Linked DNA regions of Sus scrofa: all the other regions are linked to region 3. The links are chromatin contacts, called in public HiChIP or PLAC-seq and promoter capture Hi-C maps. All regions are on one chromosome and are shown on one strand. Each heading gives the region's core, a stretch centred on a gene start, on an enhancer-like site or on the middle of the called end of the contact. The rest is flanking DNA. Distances are from core to core; before and after follow the strand shown.

Region 1 (4,788 bases), core at 20-2,519, 290 kb after region 3:
GTCGTGAATGGGGTGGCCTCGAAATGTGGCACTCAGGGTGGCAGGATCCAATGAATCAGTGATGTTGTTCCAAGAGAACTCAGCCAAGGAATACGGAGGATACGATTTTCTTGGAGGCTTTGTCACTGCATCGGATGTGTTGGTGCTGTCAAATTCAAACAGCTGGCGGGTGGGGGTGAGGAGGGACTGGGCTTGCCAGAGTCCAGGTTTCTCCTGAGTCACCACCCCCCAAGTCACTGCCCCCCACCCCCGGCTCTCATACCTCTATTTCATCTACCCCCAGTCTTCAGTTTCTCTAACTCAAATGAAGTCTCTCCTCTGTACTGATTCCCTTCGGTTTCCCCCAACCTCCTCACCCTGGTAAAGACAACGGCAGAAGAAAATTGGATGCTGTCTTTGGGGAGCACCATCAAGCTCCCTTCAGGGTCAGAGGAGATCAGGAGGCTCCAGTTCACACGCAGGGTGCTGTGGGGGGTATTGGTGGCCACTAGTAGCACTGCTGGGGGCCCTAGGCTGCTCCACACATAGTGCAGTGTGGAGTTGGTACCCACTGCATGGATATGAAGCAGGTTCTGGGGAGGGTCCAGCCCGTCAGAGATGACCTCCAGAGACACCTAGAACATGGAGTAGTGGGAGGGTCAAGGGAACAGGATCAGGGAGAGACACAGGGCAGATGTTTGGGGACAGGGAAGGGGGCTTGGGAAATGATGGGGAAACGGTGGGACCTTGGGGCCTAGGCAAGAGCAATGCTTGTGGGAGCTAAGAGATTCCTGCTGTAAGGAGAGGTGGGTAGAGAAAACGGCCTTGACTCTAGTGGAGAGATAAGGACACAGGGCTGAGAGAAGAAAAAAAAAAAAAAAATCCAATACTTGCCTGGATCTGGCTTACTCAGGGCTAAGTCAGAGTTCAGATTTCCCGGGAAGACAGGAAGCCCTCATACATCCTACTTCTCAATTCTGTCCCATGATCCATGGCTGTCCCCACCCCCAGGGTTGAAGAAACTCTTCTCAATGCAAGCACCCTCCACCCCCACCTCTCGGTTATCCTAGATTCCAACCACCCTTCAAGGCAGCACATCCTGAAACAGGATTGCTCTAGTCCCTCACCTGGCGGGTTTCCTCCCCCAGCAGGCCAAAAGGAGCTGCTGTCAGAAGTAGACTCAGGAGGAGCACGGGGCTGGGGACATAGTGCCCCCAACCCCGGCAGGGCTCCTCACAGCTACCCATGCAGTTCTAACTTCAGAGGGCGGAAGAGACGCTGGGTCATATGACTCAGAGATTCAGCTGATCTCTTTAAAGGGCGGGGCCATCACAGCAGTTCTTAAAGAGACCGCCTCCCTTAACTCAGATTTAGGCTTGCGTGAGAATAGAATCAGAAAGGTTAAGCGGAGAGTTCTCTGATGGCCTAGCGCGTTGAGAATCCTATGTTCTCACTGCTGTGGCTCTGGTTGCTGCTGTGCGGCGTAGGTTCGATCCCTGGCCCAGGAATTTCCGCACACTGACCGTGTGGCAAAAAAGGGAAAAAAAAAAAAAAGTTAAGCATTGTTCATCATCCCCAACTGAGCTGGCAAGCAAGTCATCCTGGCCTAGATTGGCAGACATATTCCCAAATATTCCCAACCTCTCCTACCCAACTGTCCCACTAAACTAAGCTGTAAGTGGGCATGTTGTCTGGATTCAAGATTCAAATGGAATCTGCAAAACGACTCTGAGGCAGGGAAGGCACAGAGGAAATTTGAAGGAATGTGGGGCGGTGGGGGCAGGGGATAGCACACCTCAGAGGGAACTTTTTGTCAATTATTACTATTTACTGAGTTTCCAGGTATGCACATTCTTGTCTGGAAGAGCTCACAATTTTATGGTTGAGAAAAGAAACTTCAGAAAATAGAAAATGAAAGCAGTATTTTTCAAAGGGAGTTGATGTCTGGCTAAACAAATGCTTTTTTTTTTTTTTGTCTTTTTGCCATTTCTTGGGCCACTCCAGCGGCATATGGGAGGTTCCCAGGCTAGGGGTCAAATCAGAGCTGTAGCTGCCGGCCTATGCCAGAGCCACAGCAGCGCAGGATCCAAGCTGAGTCTGCAACCTACACCACAGCTCACAGTCGGATTGTTAACCCACTGAGCAGGGGCAGGGATCGAACCCGCAACCTCATGGTTCCTAGTCAGATTCGTTAACCACTGCGCCACGATGGGAACTCCTGAATGCACTTTTTTTTTTTTTTTTTGTCTTTTGCCTTTTTGTTGTTGTTGTTGTTGTTATTGTTGCTACTTCTTGGGCCGCTCCCGCGGCATATGGAGGTTCCCAGGCTAGGGGTTGAATCGGAGCTGTAGCCACTGGCCTACGCCAGAGCCACACCAACGCGGGATCCGAGCCACGTCTGCAACCTACACCACAGCTCACAGCAACGCCGGATCGTTAACCCACTGAGCAAGGGCAGGGATCGAACCCACAACCTCATGGTTCCTAGTCGGATTCGTTAACCACTGCGCCACGACGGGAACTCCACTGAATGCACTTTTTGATTTGGGTTTTTTTTTTTAGCCTAATCCTAAAATTATTTGACTAAAAATAAATGCACATGGTATAATATTCGTAAGGTACCAAAGGATTATCACCCCTTCTCCTCTGCAACCTGGGTCCTTCCTTGAGACAACCGCTATTACCAGCTTATGTATCCTTCCTAAAAACATTCTATGCAATGCTCAAGCATATATATCTATTGCATACTACATACATATATGTATACACATATACTATGTATCCTGGAATCCAAGTACTGTTCTGCAGTTTGCTCTTTCACTTATATATTGAGGATTGCTCTGTATCAATGCACTTGGAGCTGCCTTATTCTCCAGTCTTTCATTGCAGGGGAAAATGTTCCCTGAATATATTTAGCCAGAGCCTTGATAGTTTGCAACACTTTCTTGTGGCAAAGAACACTGGAAGGAATGTATTTTTATGAACAGCATTTCATACATATTTGCAACCAAATCTATAGGTTAAGTACCCAGGAGTAGAATTGCTCAAATTGCCCTCTATGGGGTTCATCAATTAATACTCACACCATGTTTGAGGGTCCATATCCCCCACATCCTGGAAAGTAAGTGCTTTCTAAAAACTCATTTCCCTGTAAGGTTAAACATTTTATGTTTTAGTCTCTTTTTTAGGGCAGCACTAGCGGCATGCGTAAGTTCCCAGGCTAGAGGTTGAATCTGAGCTGCAGCTACTGGCCTACGCCAGAGCCATAGCAATGCAGGACTTGAGCCTCATTTCCAACCTACACCACAGAAAGGTATGGCTACACCACAGATCTGGCAATCCTTAAACCCACTGAGTGAGGTCAGGGATCAAACTCGCATCCTCATGGATACTGGTCAGACTTATTTTTGCTGCACCACAATGAGAGAACTCCTTTAGTCATTTATTTTCGTTTCTCTGAAGCTATTTTTCTGAGGCCCTATCTTCTTAACTGCGAAGTCCTAAAAGTTCAAGGAAATCAATTTTTGTGTTGTTACAAACATCTTCCTTTTATCTTTTTGCCACGTAAATCTTCTGACATTACACCTATTATTTTTTCTCCACTCTAAGTATATTTTGGGTGTGTGTCTGTCTTTTTTGGGCAGAACCCAGGGCACATGGAAGTTCCCAGGCTAGGGATCAAATTAGAGCGACCTACACCACAGATCATGACGCCGGATCCTTAACCCACTGAGTGAGGCCAGGGATCGAATCTGTGTCCTCATGGATGCTACTCAGATTCGTTTCTGCTGAGCCACGATGGGAACTCCACTAAGCGTGCGTCTGTGTGTCTTTTTGTCTCTTTAGGGCCCCACCTGTGACATATGGAGGTTCCCTGGCTAGGGGTTTAATCAGAACTACAGCTGCCAGCCTACACCACAGCCACAGCAATGCTAGATCTGAGCCCCATCTGCAACCTACACAGCTCATAGCAACACTGGATCCTCAACCCAGAGAGGTCAGGGACCGAACCCACAAGCTCATGGTTCCTGGTTTTGTTTCTGCTGTGCCACGACGGGAACTCCGCACTAAGTATATATATATATATATATATATATATATATATATATTTTATTATTTTTTTTGTCTTTTTTGTTGTTGTTGTTGTTGTTGTTATTGTTGCTATTTCTTGGGCCGCTCCCGCGGCATATGGAGGTTCCCAGGCTAGGGGTCGAATTGGAGCTGTAGCCACCGGCCTACGCCAGAGCCACAGCAACGCGGGATCCGAGCCACTTCTGCAACCTACACCACAGCTCACAGCAACGCCGGATCGTTAACCCACTGAGCAAGGGCAGGGATCGAACCCGCAACCTCATGGTTCCTAGTCGGATTCGTTAACCACTGTGCCACGACGGGAACTCCTTTTTTTTTTGGTCTTTGTTGTTGTTGTTGTTGTTATTGTTGCTATTTCTTGCGCACTAAGTATATTTTTAAATTTCATGTTTTCTTCTAGTACTTATGGTTTCACTTTTTTACATTTAAATCTTTCAGTTACCTGGAACTAATTTGGCTGTAATAAATGAAGAAAGGATCCAATTTCATATTTTCTCCCAAATAGCCATTTTAGGATAAACTCAATTATCCTTAAAAACTTTTTTTTGGAGTTCCTGCTGTGGCACATCGGAAACGAATCTGACTAGGAATCATGGCCTTGCTTAGCGGGTTAAGGATCTGGTGTTGCCGTGAGCTATGGTGTTGGCTGCAGATGCGGCTCAGATCCAGCATGGCTGTGGCTGCGGTGCAGGCCGGCTGCTGTAGCTCTGATTCAAC
Region 2 (4,845 bases), core at 211-2,710, 510 kb before region 3:
AGAATCCAGTTTTCCAGCTTTCCACTTATAGTATATATACCAAACACAAGCAAGTTCCAGGGATCTGGGTCTGGCCCCTTGAACATTTCTCACATCAATGGCCAAATCGTCCTTAAATGGTTTTAATCCAGGAGGCCCCAAGCTGCAGTCAGCTTTCCACCCAGCCCCTTCCCTTTTGGGTTAGGAAGTACCGAATAACTGCTTTTTAATTATTATCAGTACTGCCTGGCTAAAAGCCGGCCACCTTCCAGTTACTGGAATTGGAATGGCAGGGTGCACTAATTCTTTTTTCCTTCAAGGAAAGAAAATTACTGTCAGGAACCAATAAGATGAGACTTACAGGGCAGAATGAAAGTACATGGGCCAGGGACAGAGGTGCACCTTGTTGGGGGTGGCAGTGGTAGGATTAGGTGTGGAAAAGGCTTAATGATTCCAACATCTGGCTTCCATTCTGAGCTACTTCTCAAATTGAAGAGAAGGGTGGCATTTGATTCATTCCAGGCGTAAAAGGGCTTGCAGGAAGCCAAGAAGACGCAAGTACAAGATTCTCCCCGATAACCCAACCTTGCTTAACACAGCCACGCACATGTCATCTCACTACATACACAGTGCCACCAAAGTCCCTCACAGGCTTTCCTCCTTCCAACCCTCCCCCCCAACTATCTCCAGCTTACAATCTTTCTCCACTTCTAATCTTTTCCTCTCTTTCTCACTTAGAAAATCCAGAACTAACTCCTAGAGTCAAACTCTTTCCACAGCCTCCAAGTGACATGGTGGTGTCTTCCAACCTCTCCAGCTTTGGCCCAACTTTTGAGATTTCTATTCTTTCTCATCTTTGCAACCACTCCTATCTTTACTCCATCACCCCTTCTCCTACTTTGGTCCCTCCTAACTTTCCTATTGGTCTTTACCAATGCATCTAAGACAGGGCGACATTCCACCTCATCTTCCTACTCCTCACCTCTGCCACTTCGCACGTCTCAGCCCCACCCCACCCCCCAAGCTCGCCCCGGTCCCTTGCCCCCAATCCAATCTTCTCCCCGTCCGCCCCGCGGTCGCCATCTTTCCGCGCGGCCCCGCGGCCCGCCAGCCCGCGCGCTCACCGTTCTGGCGGCGAGGCCCGTGCGCTTGTCCCACAGGAAGTCCGTGATGGCGGCGGCACTGCGGCCGGAGTCCCGGCACCCCCGCGGCGACGAAGTGCGGCTCCACCCCCCCAACCCGAGACCCTGGACCTCCCGCCTCGTTCCCGGGCTCCGTTCCAGTCCCGCCCGCCCCGGCTCCGTGCCCGCCCCCAGGATCCGCTTGGCGCCGCTCGCACCGCCCCCGCCCGGGGCCCGATCCCAGCTCGGTCTCCGGCTCTGGCCTCCCCGATCCGCCGCCGCCGCCACCGCGAGCGAGCACGTACGCACGCACGCACGTCCTGCGTCGATTCCCAGCTACCCCTAGGCTCCGCCCCCCAGGACCGCGCACGCCTTCGCGTCTTAGCGTAGCTCTCTGCTGTCCGGTGAGAGCCGAGGAGGTGCTGGGGGCGGAAGCTCATGGGGGCGGGGAGAGAGTGGAAGCGGTTTATTGGGCTCGCGCTGCCTCGCCTGGTGTTCTTCCGTATCCTTCCTCAATCTTTGACCCTTTTCGTGGGACTTATGTGGCTTGCTTTGTTAGGTTTGGAGGTTGAAAGGAAGGGGTTGTGGTTTACGGAATGTCATCGCTCCGCAAACCTTTTGAAGCCTGGTGGTGAGGTGTGAGTCTCCATCATAGCCTGTTTTTGAAACAGTTCGCCTACCAAACCACAGCAAAGAGGGGTTCCCATCTTTTGTCCTGAACAAAAGCTGGTGCACGTTCTGTATATGGGGGAGGGGGGTAATGGCTTTGGAGGAAAGGTTTGAGAAATGGAGGGGTGGAGATTCAGGTGCCAAAGAAGGGGAAATCACTTGAGAACTTTGTTATATACCTACACATAATATATGATAAGTCTAAATTTGGTGAATTAAAAAAAAAAAGCAGAAGACGAGAAAAACTGGGTAGAGTTACAGATGTTATAGAAGGAATTGAGCAGTAATTAGGAAAATGAAAAATAACCTGAGGATAACTATATTCAAGTAAAGAAACAGAGAGGAGTCAGGGTGGAGGATAGTCAGAAGGAATTTTTCATCAGTTGGCCAGAAATGGTTTAGGAAAAGTTTCTTGAAATAGAAGCTGAAGGGTAATGAAGGGGTGGAGAGGAAAGTGAACCTCACTTCCTTCTCCGTGTACACTTTCCCTCGTTCATTCAAAAAGCATTTATTAAGTTCCTACTCTGTCCAGCACTGTGCCAGGCTCAAGGCTCCTGTTCTTCAGAGCTTCATAGTATAATGGGAAAGACCTGTAAACAAATAATGGCAGCCTTGTGCTAAGAGCTGTTATGAACAGTGGTGCCCTGGCCACTGTAAGAAAGCTCTAGACTACAACCCTAGCTTGGGAAAGGAGAGTTATAAATGTGTTTCTAGGTTTCCTAGAGGAGATGACATCTGAACCAATGGATGGAAAGTGAATTGGAGGAGAGTGCTAGGCAGAGAAAGTATTTACAAAAGTCTGGAGACAAAGCAAAATGAAGTGTTTAAACAGAATTGGAGTCCTGGCTTTCAAGAGAGGGACTATCAGAAGGGAGGTTGTTGAAAAGAGAGGTCTAAATTTTGCAGGGCCTTGTGTTGTCATTCTAAGGAATTTAACCGTAATCCTATAGAACACTAAGAAGTTTGAAGGATATTAAGCAAGTGAGATAGCTACATTTAGATTTAGGAAGTTAACTCTGGAAGGAGAATTGGCCTGAGAGTTGAGAGACCTATTTAGACGCTTCTGAAATAATCTGGGTGAAAAAATGCTGAGGGCTTGAAATAAGTCGGAGGCAATAAGAAATGGAGATAAAGGGAAGAATTTACTTCACATACTACTGTAATTTACCTGTTCTGTTTGCGGGCGTAGACGAGCAGTGCCTTTATGGCTAGGGCTTTGTATTCATCCTTGTATCCTCAGCGGTCGCTCAGTGATGGGCCGAGTTGCTTGTGGTGAAGGTGGCAGATGAATTCAGAAATGAAATACTCGGGGGAGCAGTAACGAGGAGATCCTTAAGAATATGCCTAGGAGAGTGCTGAGAGAAAAAAAAAAGTGAAATGCAGGAAGTCCGTAAGCGTTAGGAAGGAGAATCCCCAAAGAATCCCTGCCTCTTCCATTGGTTCCCAATTCCTCGCCCTCCGGAGCCATACGAACTACAACCGGCGTCCGGTTTTCCCGCGGATCTCAGGCGGCTCCGCCTCCCCGGCACTCCGTGGTCAAAGGCACCGCAGCTCTAGGCCACGCCCTCTTGGCACTGGCCGCGTTCTCCTACGCTCCCTGCACCTGAGGGACCGCCCACATTGGCTAAGCCACACCCACCTCGGTATCCCTCCGGTTACAGGCTTTATTGGCTCCGCCCCCTCCCGGGAGGTCTCTCGGTGGCCCCACCTCCGCCCGCCCTGCCCAGCCTTCCCGCAACTCTCGCCAGGGGGCGCAGCGCAACCCCCCTGCCACCCGCGGCAGAGTCTGTCGCACACACCCCCTCCGCCGGCGCGCCGGCAGTTCCTAGCCGACTACGCCTCCGCTCAGAGCCAGCCCGGCTGCTCCCGCTCCGACTCCGGAAAGGGTCGGGGGTCCCGAATGGCCGCGGCAGGGTATAGGAGGCCAAACGTGTAGGCCGACAGGCGTCATGGAGGCGGAGCAGCGGCCGCCGACTGGGACCAGCGACGGGGCGACCCCTGGACTGGAGGCGGCGCCTCCTGCTGCCCCGGCGTCTACGACCACGGCCTCCGGTCCGATCCCTGGGTCCGGGCCCGGGCCTGAGCCCAAGAGGAGGCAGCTCGGGACGCTGCTCCAGCCTACGGTCAACAAGTTCTCCCTTCGTGTGTTCGGCAGCCACAAAGCAGTGGAAATCGAGCAGGAGCGGGTCAAGTCAGCGGGGGCCTGGATCATCCATCCCTACAGCGACTTCCGGTACTGAGGGTCCGGCAGGGAGGGCGGGGGACACAGGTCCTACCTCCACGGGCCGGGGCACGGGGCCGGGCCAGCCCCACCCTCCACAGACACTTCATTTCCGGCCCAGGGGTCCCTTGGGGGGCCGACAGTCACTTCCCCCAACCTAGCCCGGGAATTCTTGGGCAAAGGGTCCCCAGCTGGAGATCCTGGCTGACTTCTTAGGCTGGGGGCGCTGGAAGGGACAAGCAGATTAACAGAGACCTGGATTTCCCATTTCAGGAACCCGGCACCCCACCTGGACCACAGGGAATACAGGAACTAGGGACCGCTGCCTCCTCCAGTCCTGCTTGCTGGGGATCTGGGAAATTTTATCATATTTCAAGGCTCAGGGTCAATCTGAGGGAGAAACCGAACTCTGCTATCTCCCACCGACCCCATTCCCGTCCCCAGCACCTGCCTAGTTCAGCAGGGCAGGCGACCAGGGAAAATAGGGACGCTGGGGGTGGGGGAGGGGGTGTCCAGACAACAGCTCTGATCGCTGTCCCTGGTGCTGAAGGAGGAATTCGGCCGGGCAGGGCCGAGACTCAAAAGTGATTTGAGGCAGCCACGCAGGAGCACGGCCACCGCCCAGGTGACCACCAGAGAGAAGGGACGAAGAGAGGGGGTGGGGCTATTCCACAGTCCCCATCAGGCTGTACCTCCACATCAAGGTCGCTAGGGGAGGAGAGCAACCCTGTCCTTGGGGGAAATGAAGGACAGCTTTTGGATGAGGCAAGGATGTGTGCAAAGCACCCAACTTGGGGAGCAAAATGAGCAGAAAGAATGAGGTGTGAATCAAGAGCCTGGAAACACAATTGGAGA
Region 3 (4,837 bases), core at 944-3,443:
GGCTGAGACCTACACCATAGCTCATGGCAACGCCAGATCCTTAACCCACCGAGCAATGCCAGGGATCGAACCCGCAACCTCATGGTTCCTAGTCGGATTCGTTAACCCCTGTGCCACGACGGGAACTCCAAAGTTGAACATTTTTAAAATTAAAGAGAGAAAGAGTGGAAGAAGCGAAGAGAAGGGATAAACTGTTCCATGGGTTAGACAGAAGCAGAGGCAACAATATACAGTCAAAGCCCTAGGTTTGTTACACAGCTCCACTTCTTACTAACTATGGGGTCTTGTTAGCCTCTAAGTTATCTTGTCTACAAAATGGAGATTAAATACTTATCCTTTGCCAGAGCGTTATAAGAATTAAATGAGAGGACCTCTGGAAAAGGGTTCTGTCAACTCTATAATGCTAGTCAAATAAGAACGAATAAGGCACTTCCTTCTCTCACTGCTTGACTGAACTCTTTGGCCCCACCCCTGCTGTTTATCAGCTTAAGGCCCTATTCTGAGCTGGGAGGAGGGGGAAGAAAAGATTTAGGGCTGCAAGCACTCATATTCCTGAGGAAGCAAGATGGACCAGGCGATGATGGGATGGGAAACAGGAAGATGGGACCAGAGGGCTGTGAGGAAAGGCAAGTGAGACAATGTCCTGATTCTGAGCTCTTTTCTGCCGCCTGCTTGAGCTCCACCAGTCTCTGGCCACTTTCTCCTTCATCTATTCACTGAACTCCTAGGTCAAGGGAGGGCAAATGCAGACCAGGCGAGATCTAGAGAGCCCCCTGCCAGCGCTGACTTCCCCTACCATTCCCGTTGCAGGAAAGGAGGGTGATTTCTGCCCTCAAACTTTCCTACCCTGAACAGAGTGCCTGCAGGGAGGGGGACTCAGATCCCAGGTCTCCGTGTTGGCTTTGTTCTCTAGAGAGCTCTGCTCCAGTCAGAGAGAGGAAGCCTCACTGCCCACCTACCCTGCTCTCAGACTGCCTGGTCTTGTGCCTCCACTCCCCATCTGTGGCCTGTGGTGAGAAGGTACTAAGAACCGCGTTTCATTTCTGCCTTCCCTGCTCACCCAGAGGAAAGAGAATTCTAGCTAAAAGGCTGGCCAAGACGAGCCCTGGCACTGTGGGTGGGGCTGGGAGGAGCCCAGGTAACCTTACTGGGTGAGACTCTGTGGTGCTTCCAGCTAAATCTGATGCTGTCTTGTCTGGGGTTTCTTTCAGTGCTCAGAAGCCGCCCAAGTGGGAAAGTACATGCACACAGGGGGAAGCCAGAGAGGAAAAGGGGGGTGGCTCATTCTGCCAGTAGATGAAGAAAGTGGAAATGCATTCAAGTGGCAGGCAGAGCTCCCAATTTCACAGAGCCTGGGGGTTGGGAATAAGGAGGAGAGCAATGTGCCTTCACCGTCCTGGGGTCAGAACTGCACATGTACGGTGTGTGTGCGCACTTCCATAATCATACACTTTCCTGGCTTCCACTCTGCCTATGGTCTAATTTCAACTCCTTCAGCTGCTGTATCCACCCATAAAATTATGAGTGTAAAAGCACTTTGCAAACCCTAATGCCCTCTGAAGAAGTAAAAAGTATTGCTGTGATTATTATCATTATTTTGTCCGATGGTTAAGATTTCTGCTGCCCACCTCTTAGCTATGTGGGGCCTAAAGAGAGGGAGGGCTGGGCAACTCCTCAGCTTCCGAGGTTCCTGGCCCTTCTCCTCTTCCAGCTGTCTACAGCTGGCTGAGAAGCTGGAGGCATGGGGAAAGCAGAGCAAAGGTAGTTTACTGGGATACAGGGAGGGAGAGAGGGACACATAACATTTCCCTTCAAACTTGAACCATTGCCCTGAGTCTTTGCCACCAGGAGAAGCTGGGGAAGAGAGCAGATGGTAGGTGGAGAGGAAGAATCAGGGAGGGCAGTGGGTCCCGAGCCTTCTTCTCCCTCCCTGGGTACTCCCCCCCCACCGCCCTGCACTCCTACCTTGGCCTTTCCGGTCATGCCCAAGATGAAGCTGAGGGTCCGTCGCAGGGAGGAGCCTGCCCAGGTACCTGAGCCCCCTTCCAGCTGGCTACAGCTGCAGAGAGAAAAAGAAGAGGTGAGGAGAGAGAAAGAGAGCTGGGAAAGAACAAGATACTCCCAGAGAGATGGTGGATGAAGGTACCATGGCCAGGAGAGAAGGAAGATACAGGGCAGAGACTGAGAGAAGGGTGAGGAAGAGCGAGGAAGGACTGGAGAGGAAGATGTCCCCACCCCCTCACCTCCTGGGATTTCCTGGATGCAGTCACTGCAGTTTCCCAGGCCCCTCTATTTATGAGGAAAACTCTGTCTCCTCCCAGATAAATACAGACACCACCCCCCTTCCTACCTAATCCAGGCCCAATCTCCTCTTTCATGCTGCTCCCCAACGGAAATGATATGGGGTGAGGGGAGGGAATCTCCAGGGAGGACTTTTTCCCTGCACAAAACAAGAGCTCTGTGTACGACCCTCTGCTATTTGGAAAGGGCCTCTGGGCCTAACGCCAATAAGGACTGAATTTCCTGGGATTTCATCAGCCCCATCCCATGAGCTAATCCCAAACCCAGAGCCAGGAGGATGTGTCAGCTAGAGATTTTCAAGACCACAAATCAAAACTTGATATCTTAAAGGGGCCATTACTAGCTCACACACCCACACTGTCTTAGAAGGCTGACCCACTCTAATCAGGCTTCGGCCGAAGGAGCCAAATAAACAGGTGCTGATTTTGCGTACTTATTTACATAGATGTTGAAATCTCCCAGCTCCCACCTCGAGTCCTGAGCTATGTGCATCAGCCCCTGCCCTCTCCTCTCGGAGCGCTATAGCCCTTGCCCAGCTCTTCTGAGGGCCACTCCCCATTGGTCTATTACCTCAGCCATCCAAAGCTGATCCAGGATCCTTGATCACTGTCTCTCCCTGATTGCACAGCAGCCAATCTGCCTGCTCACCTTTCTGACACTGAGAACAGCAAACAACCTCCCGCTCATTTATTTACCAGACACCCTGGGATCCAGATATTCCTTTTCTTTCCCTAATGTCTTCCTCATCCCATGGAGCTGCCAGGAACCTCCTTAGTTTTCCCTGGCCAATGAGAAGCGGAATGTTAGGCAGCCCAGAGAGAAGGCTATTTGGAGGTTTTTGATTAGAAACATTAAGGGGAACAATGTTTCAGGAAGCAGAGACCCTTGGAGCTATAGAACCCATTGCCCAGTCCCACTGCCCCTCCCCCATCTAGGCCTCTGAAGGGCTCCGAGTCCCCCAAACTCACCTTTGGCTGAGCTCAGCAGCAGAGGACTGGGACAAATTTCCTGCCAACACAAAAGGAGACCATGAAGTGTCCAGCTAAAGCCAGACAAAGGCGCCCAGAGCTGCCTCCCCCACCCCCTCCACCTGGATCAGGTTCCCAAGCTGCAGGTGCCTGTGACGCCATTCCTGAGGGCGGGCACTGGGGAGTAGGGAAGGAGGGCGGTGTCTCAGCAGAGCAGAGCTGAAGAACTTCGGAGCCACAGTAACAGAGCACTGGGATTGTGTGGAGACAGGGCAGGAAGACCAATGTCTCAGTTCTGTTTCTGGTGAAGGTGGAGGGCAGAGGATTGCCTTGGAGTTCCCAAAGCCTCATCTTACTGTCAAGGTACATTGCAGGTAACTGTCCTCCATCTCTAGTGACAGGAGATGCTAGAAAGCCTCTCCCTCTCCTATGGCCTTCATTAAAAGGAGAGCCTCAGAATACCAAAGTCCTGAATTCAGATCTCTCTTTTGAATAGAGGCACAATGGTGTTTCCAAGGGCGTGTGGTTAAACATAATGCCGGCCATCCAGACCCTAAACAGCTGGCCCTGAGGAGTGGGGTGAAACAGAGGAAAGGAACACTAATGCTTTGCTCCCCACTTTTACTCACCAGCTGGATCTGAGCATCCCACAAAACAATTGATGCCACTCATGGATACAGATTTGGAAACCATGCCAGTGGCTGAGTGGTCCAAAGGGCCAGCGGATGGATGACAGGAACCCTGACCCTAGAATCAAGTTAAGAATCTTCATGCAAAAGTCAAGTTTCATCCATCTCCCCACAGGCTTCTCACTTTCCCACAGCAAGGGCCTTCAGGCCTTCCACCCCTCCCCAGTACCCATATCTGGAACATTCCACTTGAAATAGTTGAGAAGTTATTCTTGCTATTCAGTAGACATCACTCTGTTGCAATTCAAACCCAGGCTGCCTTAATATAGAAAATATCTTAGAAAAGATTTAGCCTGGATAGTTTCCAGAGAAGACAAACTCAACCTAGAGGCCAGACAGGTAATGAAAAAACAAACAAAACCCAAATATCTGAGGCAGTCTGGATTTAATACAATAGGGAGTAGAAATTTTCATAAACCATATGTGTGACTAGGTCATTTTGCTACAGTGGAAAATAGATGGAACACTACAAACCAAGTTTAATAGAAAAAATAAAAATCATTAAAAAAAGAAATATTCATAAACCACACAATTCAATCTTTAGAAAATCACTTTTTTTTTTTTGCAAGCCTACATGGAATATTAAAAAAAAAAAAAACTGGCCATGTATCCATACATAAGGCAAAATATAACACATTCCTGATACTCTCTATCATAGAAATCATAGGAAACAACCCAGTAGACTGGATAAAGAATCTGTGATATATTTACATACAGAAGTATTATTCAACAATAAAAATGAACTGACTACAGTTCACCCAAAAATATAGATGCATCTCACAAAGATGCTAAGTGAAAGAAGACACAAAGATTTACATACTTTATGATTACATTCATACAAAGTTTAAAATAGGTAAAACTAACTGATATTGTTTAGAG

What was found. Promoter capture Hi-C pulls out the DNA fragments that hold promoters and counts their contacts. HiChIP or PLAC-seq counts read pairs in DNA pulled down with a chosen protein or histone mark.
Region 1: a promoter capture Hi-C map of fetal skeletal muscle shows a contact between it and region 3, with 2.9 times the contacts expected there. The contact joins the promoter of GLMP here to the promoter of ARHGEF2 in region 3. A contact is called at or near these places in 1 of 5 promoter capture datasets (fetal skeletal muscle) and 1 of 2 datasets of contacts at active chromatin or transcription factors (alveolar macrophages).
Region 2: an H3K27ac HiChIP or PLAC-seq map of alveolar macrophages shows a contact between it and region 3. The contact joins the promoter of HCN3 here to the promoter of ARHGEF2 in region 3. A contact is called at or near these places in 2 of 5 promoter capture datasets (fetal skeletal muscle and liver) and 2 of 2 datasets of contacts at active chromatin or transcription factors (alveolar macrophages and skeletal muscle).

Annotation. Positions count from the first base shown.
Region 1 is chr4:93,755,420-93,760,207 of Sscrofa11.1, reverse strand. It overlaps GLMP (glycosylated lysosomal membrane protein), which reads right to left and starts at 1,269. Exons shown (of 5, transcript XM_005663295.3): 1 at 1,107-1,269; 2 at 1-162. The coding sequence starts at 1,226.
Region 2 is chr4:94,556,720-94,561,564 of Sscrofa11.1, reverse strand. HCN3 (potassium/sodium hyperpolarization-activated cyclic nucleotide-gated channel 3) reads left to right here and starts at 1,460. Exons shown (of 9, transcript XM_013997013.2): 1 at 1,460-1,504; 2 at 3,925-4,002. CLK2 (dual specificity protein kinase CLK2) reads right to left here and starts at 3,345. Exons shown (of 12, transcript XM_021089727.1): 1 at 2,938-3,345.
Region 3 is chr4:94,046,552-94,051,388 of Sscrofa11.1, reverse strand. It overlaps ARHGEF2 (Rho/Rac guanine nucleotide exchange factor 2), which reads right to left and starts at 2,193. Exons shown (of 23, transcript NM_001128463.1): 1 at 2,147-2,193; 2 at 1,966-2,059.